Regions from separate parts of the Mus musculus genome. Here regions 2 and 3 are each linked to region 1. Evidence: chromatin contacts called from public HiCAR-type and HiChIP or PLAC-seq data. All regions are on one chromosome and are shown on one strand. The core of a region is the stretch at or near the end of the contact, and the rest is flanking DNA. Distances in the headings are between cores, read along the strand shown. Region 1 has its middle 24 kb from the start of Abcg1. Region 2 has its middle 32 kb from the start of Rsph1. Region 3 overlaps Tmprss3 (transmembrane protease, serine 3).

The links. HiCAR-type assays count read pairs that join an accessible place to other places. HiChIP or PLAC-seq counts read pairs in DNA pulled down with a chosen protein or histone mark.
Region 2: a contact with region 1 is called in an H3K4me3 HiChIP or PLAC-seq map of stem cell-derived neural progenitor cells, with 21 read pairs. The contact joins two enhancer-like sites. A contact is called at or near these places in 2 of 484 Hi-C or Micro-C datasets (olfactory sensory neurons and stem cell-derived neural stem cells), 5 of 115 datasets of contacts at active chromatin or transcription factors (embryonic stem cells, large pre-B cells and stem cell-derived neural progenitor cells) and 4 of 9 other capture datasets (adipose tissue, embryonic stem cells, liver and 1 more).
Region 3: a HiCAR-type map of embryonic stem cells shows a contact between it and region 1, with 2.8 times the contacts expected there. The contact joins two enhancer-like sites. A contact is called at or near these places in 3 of 39 promoter capture datasets (embryonic stem cells, liver and macrophages), 10 of 484 Hi-C or Micro-C datasets (the 3T3-L1 cell line, CD4 T cells, ECoMG myeloid progenitors and 6 more), 5 of 115 datasets of contacts at active chromatin or transcription factors (the HPC-7 cell line, embryonic stem cells and large pre-B cells) and 2 of 9 other capture datasets (embryonic stem cells and pancreatic islet).

The regions. Positions count from the first base shown.
Region 1 is chr17:31,032,311-31,035,285 of GRCm38.p6, forward strand. No RefSeq gene overlaps it. Among named protein-coding and RNA genes, the nearest start is that of Abcg1, 24 kb to the right of the region's middle. Within about 2 kb of position 1,396, at least 52 of the 459 cell types and tissues checked have an H3K27ac peak or open chromatin away from gene starts, as enhancers often do. A contact at or near this core is called in the HPC-7 cell line, where this site is marked.
Region 2 is chr17:31,244,056-31,247,030 of GRCm38.p6, forward strand. It overlaps a transcript of Ubash3a not described here. Among named protein-coding and RNA genes, the nearest start is that of Rsph1, 32 kb to the right of the region's middle. Within about 2 kb of position 1,491, at least 17 of the 459 cell types and tissues checked have an H3K27ac peak or open chromatin away from gene starts, as enhancers often do.
Region 3 is chr17:31,186,162-31,189,136 of GRCm38.p6, forward strand. It overlaps Tmprss3 (transmembrane protease, serine 3), which reads right to left. Exons shown (of 12, transcript NM_080727.2): 8 at 2,139-2,308; 9 at 342-437. Among named protein-coding and RNA genes, the nearest start is that of Tmprss3, 10 kb to the right of the region's middle. Within about 2 kb of position 1,425, at least 12 of the 459 cell types and tissues checked have an H3K27ac peak or open chromatin away from gene starts, as enhancers often do. A contact at or near this core is called in the HPC-7 cell line, where this site is marked.

The sequences.
Region 1 (2,975 bases), core at 146-2,645:
TATCCTGTTGCTGTGAGGAAACATGAACAAAAGCCATTTCAGGGAGAGATTTATTTTGGCTCACAGTTCAAGGTATCACAGTCCATCGCTGAAGGCAAGTCAAGGCAGCAAGAGCTTGAAGCATCTGATCACAACACATCCACAGTCAGAGTAGAGAGGTGAATGCCTACTGCTCTTCAGGTCTCTCTCTTCATTCATGTAGTCTGGGATCCTAGCCAGGGAATGGCACCACCCATAGCTGGCAGGCTTTCCTACTTCAATGAATATAATCAAGGTAAACAGACGTGCCCAGAGCTCTGTGTCCTGGGTGATTCTAGATTGATCAAGTAGACGATTCACACTAGCCACCGCACTCACCAAATTGGTTTGCTCTATGCATGTACTTGGGAAATTAAGAGACAAGAGAGAAGAGGGACAAGTTCCAGAAGCCCCTGCCTGGCAGCTTGCTGAACTCATCACTGATACAACATATTTGAAAATCATTAATTCTAGCCTTGCCACCAGGAAAGGACGGATGTTGAGGCCACAGATATGCTAATTAACGCACTCCATCCTTCGCTTTTGGTTTTGTTGTTTGATGCTGGACACAGGATGTGTGCCTCAAGCACCAAGCTACAGCCACAAACCTCTGATTTGATCTAAATATGAATTTTGGCTGGAGAGATGGCTTGGCGGTTAAGAGCACTGACTGCTCTTCCAGAGGTCCTGGGTTCAATTCCCAGCAACCACATGGTGGCTCACAGCCATCTGTAATGGGATCGGATGCCCTCTTCTGGTGTGTCTGAAGAGAGTGACAGTGTACTCGTATAAAATAAATAAATAAATAAATAAATAAATCTTAAATATGGATTTTGCATACATCAAAGTTGCATCTTTGGCCCCATAAATATTTACAATTGTTACATGTCATTTTATTAAAAAGAAAGGAAAAAAGCCTTGTTTTTACTTCAATTTTAGTTTCCTGTTATGCAGGTGGCATGCAGCTCAGGACTAAGGGAGTTTCCTCTTTCTTTTGTGTTCTGAACAACTCAACCTTTGTTATCCCCATTGGGTGACTGAGCAGGTGTTAGCCTCCCAGGGTTGGAAGCTGCTTTGTGGGGAACAGGAATCAGGTTCGGGAGGTCCTGGGGCCTGAGCAGGGGAGGGTCAGGCACCTGGTGGAGCTGTATATGTAGGAGGCAGAACAAGGAAGAGAATGGGCCTGTAGAGACTATGGCTGCTGGAGCCCAGGCCCCGGAGGAGAAAAGTGCCCCTCTGGTGGGCTGTAGACATAGCTTATTCACATGTGCACCAGTGTCTTCAGGATGTACTTGAAGCAGCTTGAGTCTAGACTGCTAAGAAAAACACCTCGACGTGTCAGCATTTTTATATCTAAGAAAAAGGAGGCCCATTGTGGAGTGGCTAAGAGAGCTGGCGCCCAGGATCTGGCTGCCTCATCACCCCATGCTCTGACAAGCTGTGGGCCCCTGGCTGTCTTCTCTGTGAAATAAGAATGATGCAACAGACACCTTGCATGGCTTTACTGCTACAATTGTAGCATCCCAGGGACTGCTCCAGTCCTGGCAAAACAGAGCAGGGATTGAGCTCTAACAATTTGGGCTGTTCAGCAAACACAGGGACGGCCCAGTGTGGGGTAAGGAGGTTTTCAGAGGTGGAAACAGTTAACAAGCATCCCCTACTTAGGAGGAGAGTAAACTGAGATCTGTATTCATATTCTCCTAGGGCCAGAGAAAGCAAAGGTTGGCCTTCTGGGGAGGTCAGCGCCCCCACCTCCCCCACCCCTGCACCGCCCCCTCCCCACTGCTGCTCACTGTCAAATCAGCCAGGGCCTGCCCTGGATTTTGTGGGTAGAAAGAGCCCCAGAGGGTGACTGTTTCTCCTCCATGGGAAGAGAAAGGCTGCCAGGAGCCAGAGTGATAAGGCCAAATGAGAAACCAGTGTTCTCAGCTTGAGATCACATGACCTCCATTGTGCCAACCAGCAGCTGGTGCTTAGAAGGGGCTCCCGGATAACGAGTATCTTCCCCTGCACAGCTGAGGCTGTGGCTGCCCCTGAGAACTTCCAAGGGGAGGTCAGATAAGGCTGGCAGGAAAGGTTAGGGAGGGCGTTCTCCTCTTCTATCTCCCATCTTGGAACCACCTGTCCCTCCTTCCTTCAGACACATGCCCCGTATGACATTCTCTCACATGTGTTGAGCTCAGTGAAGTGACTTAAAGGTTCCTTTAAAATACGAAAGCATGAAAGTGGGTTTCAGTGCCAAGACGACATCTGCAAAGTCAGGAGCTCATCTTCCTAGCTGAGTTCAGCACTTTGCACACTCAGCTCTTCAGAGAGCCCGTCACAGGCTGGTAGACGATATTAGATTGTCTTCCCTGTCAATGCTGAGCAGAGGCTACTAAGGAACCATTCATAGCGGGGCATCCTGAGTACTGAAATCCCCAGGGCTCCCACTATCTTTGAGTATTTGAAGCATCTCTCAACACCCCAAAGACTACTTACAGGGAAGCTCCTGTTGAAACACTCAGTGTTGTAAGGGGGAGCTGCAAGTGAGGAGCGCTTTTAAAGGACACCAGAACTGTGGCCTAGGAATGTGCCTCTGTTCAGAGAAGGTGCTTGCCTGGTGAGCACTAAGCCCTTGGCTCCATCTTCACTACCCTATAAAACTGGGTGTGCTGGCCTGAATCCCAGCACTCAGGATGTGGGGGCGGGAGAGACAGGAGTTCAGAGTTACCTTCAGCTACATAGCTGGCCTCAAGCTCTCTTGGGATACAGGAAACTCTAAAATAAAGAAGTAGATAGATGGATAGATAGATAGATTGTAGAACGGAAACATTTTGGCAACAGTGTTTCTGAAATATATTAATATCTCACAAGCATGGGAAGACATGAAGAGATAAAATTATGGCAGACAATCACGTGGGATTCACAGTGCATGGCTGCGCACACACCCTTCAGCAGAGAGTCTTCGGATACTG
Region 2 (2,975 bases), core at 241-2,740, 210 kb after region 1:
GAATCTCTGAACCTGTAAACCAGCCCCAATTAAATGTTGTCTCTTATAAGAGTTGCCATGGTCATGGTATCTCTTCACAGCAATAAGACCCTAACTAAGGTGCTTAGGTTTTGGATGCTGAAGTCAGGAGGCCAGCCTTGAGCACCAAGCATCTTTATCTTCTGAGCCATCTTTGTTGGCCTGGAGTCAGGACCTTGAAAAAAGGTACCTGGAGCCAGCGTGGTAGTGCACACCTTTAATCCCAGCACTCAGGAGGCAGAGGCAGGCAGATTTCTGAGCTCGAGGCCAGCCTGGTCTACAAAGTAAGTTCCAGGACAGCCAGGGCTACACAGAGAAACCCTGTCTCGAAAAAACCAAAAAAGGGTCCTCATAGCTTCATATATTTGAAAGCTTGGTCATCTGGGACCGGAGGGATTAGGAGGTGTGGCCTGGTTGGAGTAGGTGTGACCCTGTGTATGGGCTTTAGGCTTTCAGAAGCTGAAGCCAGGCCCAGTGGCTTTCTCTCTTCCTACTGCCTTCAGATCCAGAGGTAGAATGCTCCAGCACCATGTCTGCCGTGTGTCACCATGCTTCCTGCCTTGAGGATAACAGACTAAACTCTGCAACTGTAAGCAAGTCCCAATTGAATGCTTTCTTTTTTAAAAAGCTGCCATGATCATGGTGTCCCCTTTACAGCAATAGAACACTGACTGAGACACACATACCGAGAAGCAAGCCTGTGACGACATATCAGAAGACACCTTCTGGGCTGGTGAGATGGCTCAGTGGGTAAGAGCACCGACTGCTCTTCCGAAGGTCTGAAGTTCAAATCCCAGCAACCACATGGTGGCTCACAACCACCGTAATGAGATCTAATGCCCTCTTCTGGTGCGTCTGAAGACAGCTACAGTGTACATATAATAAATAAATAAATCTTAAAAAAAAAAAAAAGAAGACACCTTCTACAAGTCAAGGAGAGAGGGCTCAGGAGGAAGCAGGCTGGGTGGTACCTCCATGGAGAATTTCCTTTGAATCAAGCATCTAGTCCATGTACATTGTATGCCAGTGCATGCAAGAGCACTCAAAGTCTCCCACCCAGGAGTTGAACACTAGGCAGGCTATACAGCTCCATATGAAGTGCCAATGGCCAGACCTGTCTACATATCGTGCATACGATCTGCACTGCATGGAGGATACACGCCAGGTGTAAGCAAAGATGACTTCATTCTTTGTAAAGGTTTTGTGCATCCTAAGATCTCGGTTTGTACAAGGATCCAGAAGCCAATCCACAGGGAACACCAGGGAACCATTACTGAGGGTACAGAACAGACACTGGAGTCAGGGAAACTTGGAGGGCTCCCGACTGGAGCAAAGGTTATTCTGAGAACAGGAAGTGGTTGTATCTGACCAAATGGTCTTCTACGATCACTAAGAATAGACCTGTCAACGTCAGATATCTCTGAGTCAAGCTCAGAGGCCCAGAGCCTGGCCCTCACCACACTCTGTGGGCTGTTGAGTGGTGATCAGCCCACCCAGGGATGGAACTGTCTTCTCCAGCTGCAGTAACAGTTCCGTTACCCTTCATGGGGCAGCTGGATTACCCAGAGCTTTCTAGAATGCCTCGTAGCCCCATGGACAGGTGTGCCAAGTCTAGCATGACTAACCAAATGCCAGTTCACAGCATCAACTCCCTGGAGGGAGAAGGCTATCACTACCTGGGATTTGAGAAAATTGACTAAAATAGATTTTCTATATCCTGAAATGCAAGAAAATCATATTAACAAAAATGTAAAATAGCAATTTTGTTGGAGTCAGAAATTCAGGGTATTTAAAAAAAAGAAAGAAAGAAAGAAAGAAAAAATAAGAGACATTCAGAAATGACTCCTGAAAAGACACAGAGTCCAAGAATGGTTTTTGTGAACTCTGGTTTCCTGGAGGAATATAATGAAACGAAATGAAAATGTCATGAAGGAACCCATTATATTGGAGACTGAAAGTAAAAAAAAAAAAAAAAGAAAAAAGAAAAGAAAAGAAAAGAAAAGAAAAGAATATTAGGTAAAATCAGGTCCCACATTCAAGGCATGGGGCTGTCTTCCCACTGTGAATAATTGGAACCTAGCCCCAAAACACGGGCAAATTACTGAGATGGACAACAGTCAATGGAAGATGGCAGCTTCTGAAGATGCAAGGCCCTGAAATCCACAGGCACACCTCATGCTATTACAGGTCCACTCTGCCGTAAAGCAAATGCTGCAATAAAGTGAACCCCATAAAATCTCTGGTCTCCCGGTGAGCATACAAGTTACACCACACTGCTCTCTGATAAGTATGTGATAGGGAAATGTTTTAAAATACAATGTATAGACCTTAATTTAAAATATTGCTGAAGCCGGGCAGTGGTGGCACACACCTTTAATCCCAGCACTCGGGAGGCAGAGGCAGGCGGATTTCTGAGTTTGAGGCCAGTCTGGTCTACAGAGTGAGTTCCAGGCCAGCCAGGGCTACACAGAGAAACCCTGTCTCGAAAAACAAACGAGCATATATATGTATTTTGTGTGTGTGTGTGTGTATATATATATATATATATATATATATATATATATATATCTGAAAAGGAAACCGGTAACAACCATCATAGCTATTGGGAAAATGGTGTGAGTAGATTTCAATGGATTTGCCTGTTGTAAGATTGCCACAAACTGAGAAAAAAAGAAAGAAAGAAAAAGCCATAAAGAAAAACCCACATCAATGTTCTGCAGAAAGGGATAAAGCAAAGAAAATGAGGTATGTTCCTTGCTGTAGTTAGGAACACAGACACATTGTGGTGGTTCGAATAAAAAACGGTCCTCATAGCTTCATATATTTGAACGCTTGGTTATCTGGGACCAGCACTACTGGAGATGGATTAGGAGGTGTGGCCTGGTTGGAGTAGGTGTGACCTACTGTTGCTGTGAGAAAACACTCTAACCCTTGGTGTTTTGGATTCAGAAATATTT
Region 3 (2,975 bases), core at 175-2,674, 150 kb after region 1:
CCATGCCAGTTCTCAGACAAGACTTCGTCATCTTGTACTGCTTGGTACAAGCTTGAGGCTCATCAAGGTGTGCTTCAGACACTTGCTTCAGTAGAGTAAGAAGGGGCAGGAAGGAGGGTTGGGTGGAGGCCTCACCATGGAGAAGTACCCACACTTCTCCACTATAGCTCATTTCTTCATGAAACCTCAAAACGTCACACTGTCCAAAGAGGAGTGGCACCATGGTGACCCACGGCTATTCAGCAGATGGCTGTTGTGAACAGTTGGCCTGCCCCAACCCTGAGCTGGGACATCCAAGCATCCCGAGGGGCCCTCCCTGTCTCAGGCTTCAGACCACTGACCTCCATCCTCTGTGGCTCCCCATCCTGAGGTCCAGCACAGTTTCCCATCGGGAAAGTTCTCTTCAGAGTTGGGCAGACAGATGGGCTGGATGGTCTCTGTTAGAAGGGGCACAATGAGGTGAAGTTCCTGAAGCCACTGCCCCAGAAATCAACTGACCTCGTGTTCAGGTCTCTAAACCCACCCTCTAGGAAGTGGTTGGGCCTTGGTTATGGAGCTAGCTCAGAGCAGAAGCCACGCCCACTCATCTCCCAGATGTAGCCCTAAACTGTGGCAGGAGTCCAGAGCCCAGCAGCCAAGCCTGTCTGTAAAAGGCTGGACAGTTGGATAGAAGACAGTTCAGGCTTGTGAGCTATGTGGACCTCATCACGGTTGCTGGAACCGCAGGAGACATACACAAAGGGGCTGATGGATTTATGACAAGATTTTACTCGCTCAAATGTGCATTGGGTCACACGTGGCTGGCCCTTGGGCCACAGTTGATCACTCCTGGACCAGACGTTAAGTGTTAGTGGTGACAGCCGGCCTGCATCTAGGCTATGCCGCTGATGCTCTAGCAAAGCCAAGCAGCTGCATGTGCCCAGGGCTTCTGTGTGAGCAGCACCTGAGATGCACCCCCTCCTCCCCATCCTGCATGGTAATCATGGAAAAGTGGAGAAGGATAGAGACATATTTAACTATTTAACTCTTTAGCCAAGTATGCTACAGACAACTCCCTTTCTAGAATCAAATATCACCAACAATAATTAGCAAGTAACCCCCACCCCCCACTTAAGCAGCTTTTCTGTTGCCCTTGAAATCACACAGGTTTGCTGCCGAGAATAGGAGTCTACCTTGGAAATGGCCCTGCCTGCCCTCCAGAGTGCTTATCCTGGGATGGTCAGGACTTTTACTGAAGCCAACATTCCTCCTGCTTTGTGCTTTGTGAGTTTTGAGAGTTCTAGCTGGGCTACCTAGAACCTTCCAGATGGAAGAGAGAGGCTCTTTGCAAGCCCTCAAGCTGCCCCAGCCTGGGACTCTGCTCCTTCCACTGGAGAGGCTGCAAGCAGCAAAAACCAGGACAGCAAAGTGCTCTGGGTCCCTGAGGACAGGCGGCTCTCTTCTGCCACCTAGAGGCATCAGGTAGCCATCTGCAGCTGGCACAGGGCAGAGAGAACAGAGCAGAACTGGAAGGCTGTGAGGTTGAATTGGCACTAGAGGGACAGCCAAGGTCGACAACCTAAGTCTAAAAAACGTAACAGGCTGAAATCTTAAGCAAGGGCTCCGTCTCCTAACATGCTCACACTGAAAACACCTAATTCGGGCTGGGAAGGTAGCTGTGCTGGCTAAGTGCTTGCTGCACAATCATGAACTGCTGAGTTTGATCTGGGCCACCCATGTAAAAAGGCAGCTGTAGTGGCATTGAGGGTGTTACCCAGTACTGAGGAGGCAGAGACAGAGACAGAAGGGTCCCTGGGGCTTCTTGGTCAGTCAGTCTATTAGGCAAGTCTAGATCAATAAGAGACTGAATCCCCCAAAAAAGCAAGGTGCTGCTTCCAAAGGAACAACATTCAAGAATGACTTTCTGGCCCCCTATGTGCATGCATACATTTGTGCATGCACATGCATGTGCACATGTGTGCTCTCGAACACACACCTTTAACGAGCAAATGCTATGCACCTACATCAACACCTAGCTGAATCAGATTTTGGAATTTCCATGCAAGGATAGTAAAGCAGACAGTATAACAGTGCCTCGACAGGCAAGCTCTTGAAACAAGCTAAAAGCAAGTGCAGGGCAGAGGCCTAAACGTTTGTACCGTCAAAGGTGAGTGGCTCGGACAGCTTCATGAGGGCTATGTCATTGCCCAGCCGCTTTGGCTTGTACTTGCTGTGATAGATGATTTTCTCCACCAGATGGGAGGGCACAGGACTGTCCATCAGGGACACAAGACCCACCTGGACAGTCCAGGACTTGGGGTGGTACAGGCTGAAATGCACAAACAGAGAGGTGAATCTCAGGAGAGACCCAGCCCTGTTGAACTCTGGTGTCCCAAGAGCCCAGGGAAATGGTGAGAGATGTGGGATCTCCAGGTGGGAGATGGCCCAATACCCTACACATCTGTGCCCCACACAGACCACACTCGTGTATACCCCCAGACAGGTCATTCTTTCCATGACACCCCAGAGATACGCATTTGAGATCTGGGCTAAGCTTTGCTCTCTGCAGAGAGGCTCTTCTCCATTGGACAGTAACCAAACCAGGAGATAAAAAGAGAATCCGCCACTAAGGTGTTTCTGGGACTACTAAACGCCTGGCAGACACAGCTTCAAGGGGGCTCAGTGTTCTCTGGATACCCTGCACTTCCACCCAGGGTATCCTGCTGTGTCATACCATGGATGAGGAGTAGTGAGCGACGGGAGGACCTAGGACCCTTATTTCAATGGGTCTCATTCTGCCTTGAGCTCCCTCCTCCCTTTTCTACCTTCCCTGTGCCAGCTCAGCTCACGTCACTCTCAGACGCAGAGACAGATCCACTGTAAGGCACATGGCTTGCTGACTTGCCCTCACCTCCAGATCATCCCATCTCTACCTGACCCAGGACTAGGCAAGGCTCTGGGAAGAGCCGAAGCCACAGCAGCAGGCCCAGTCACTC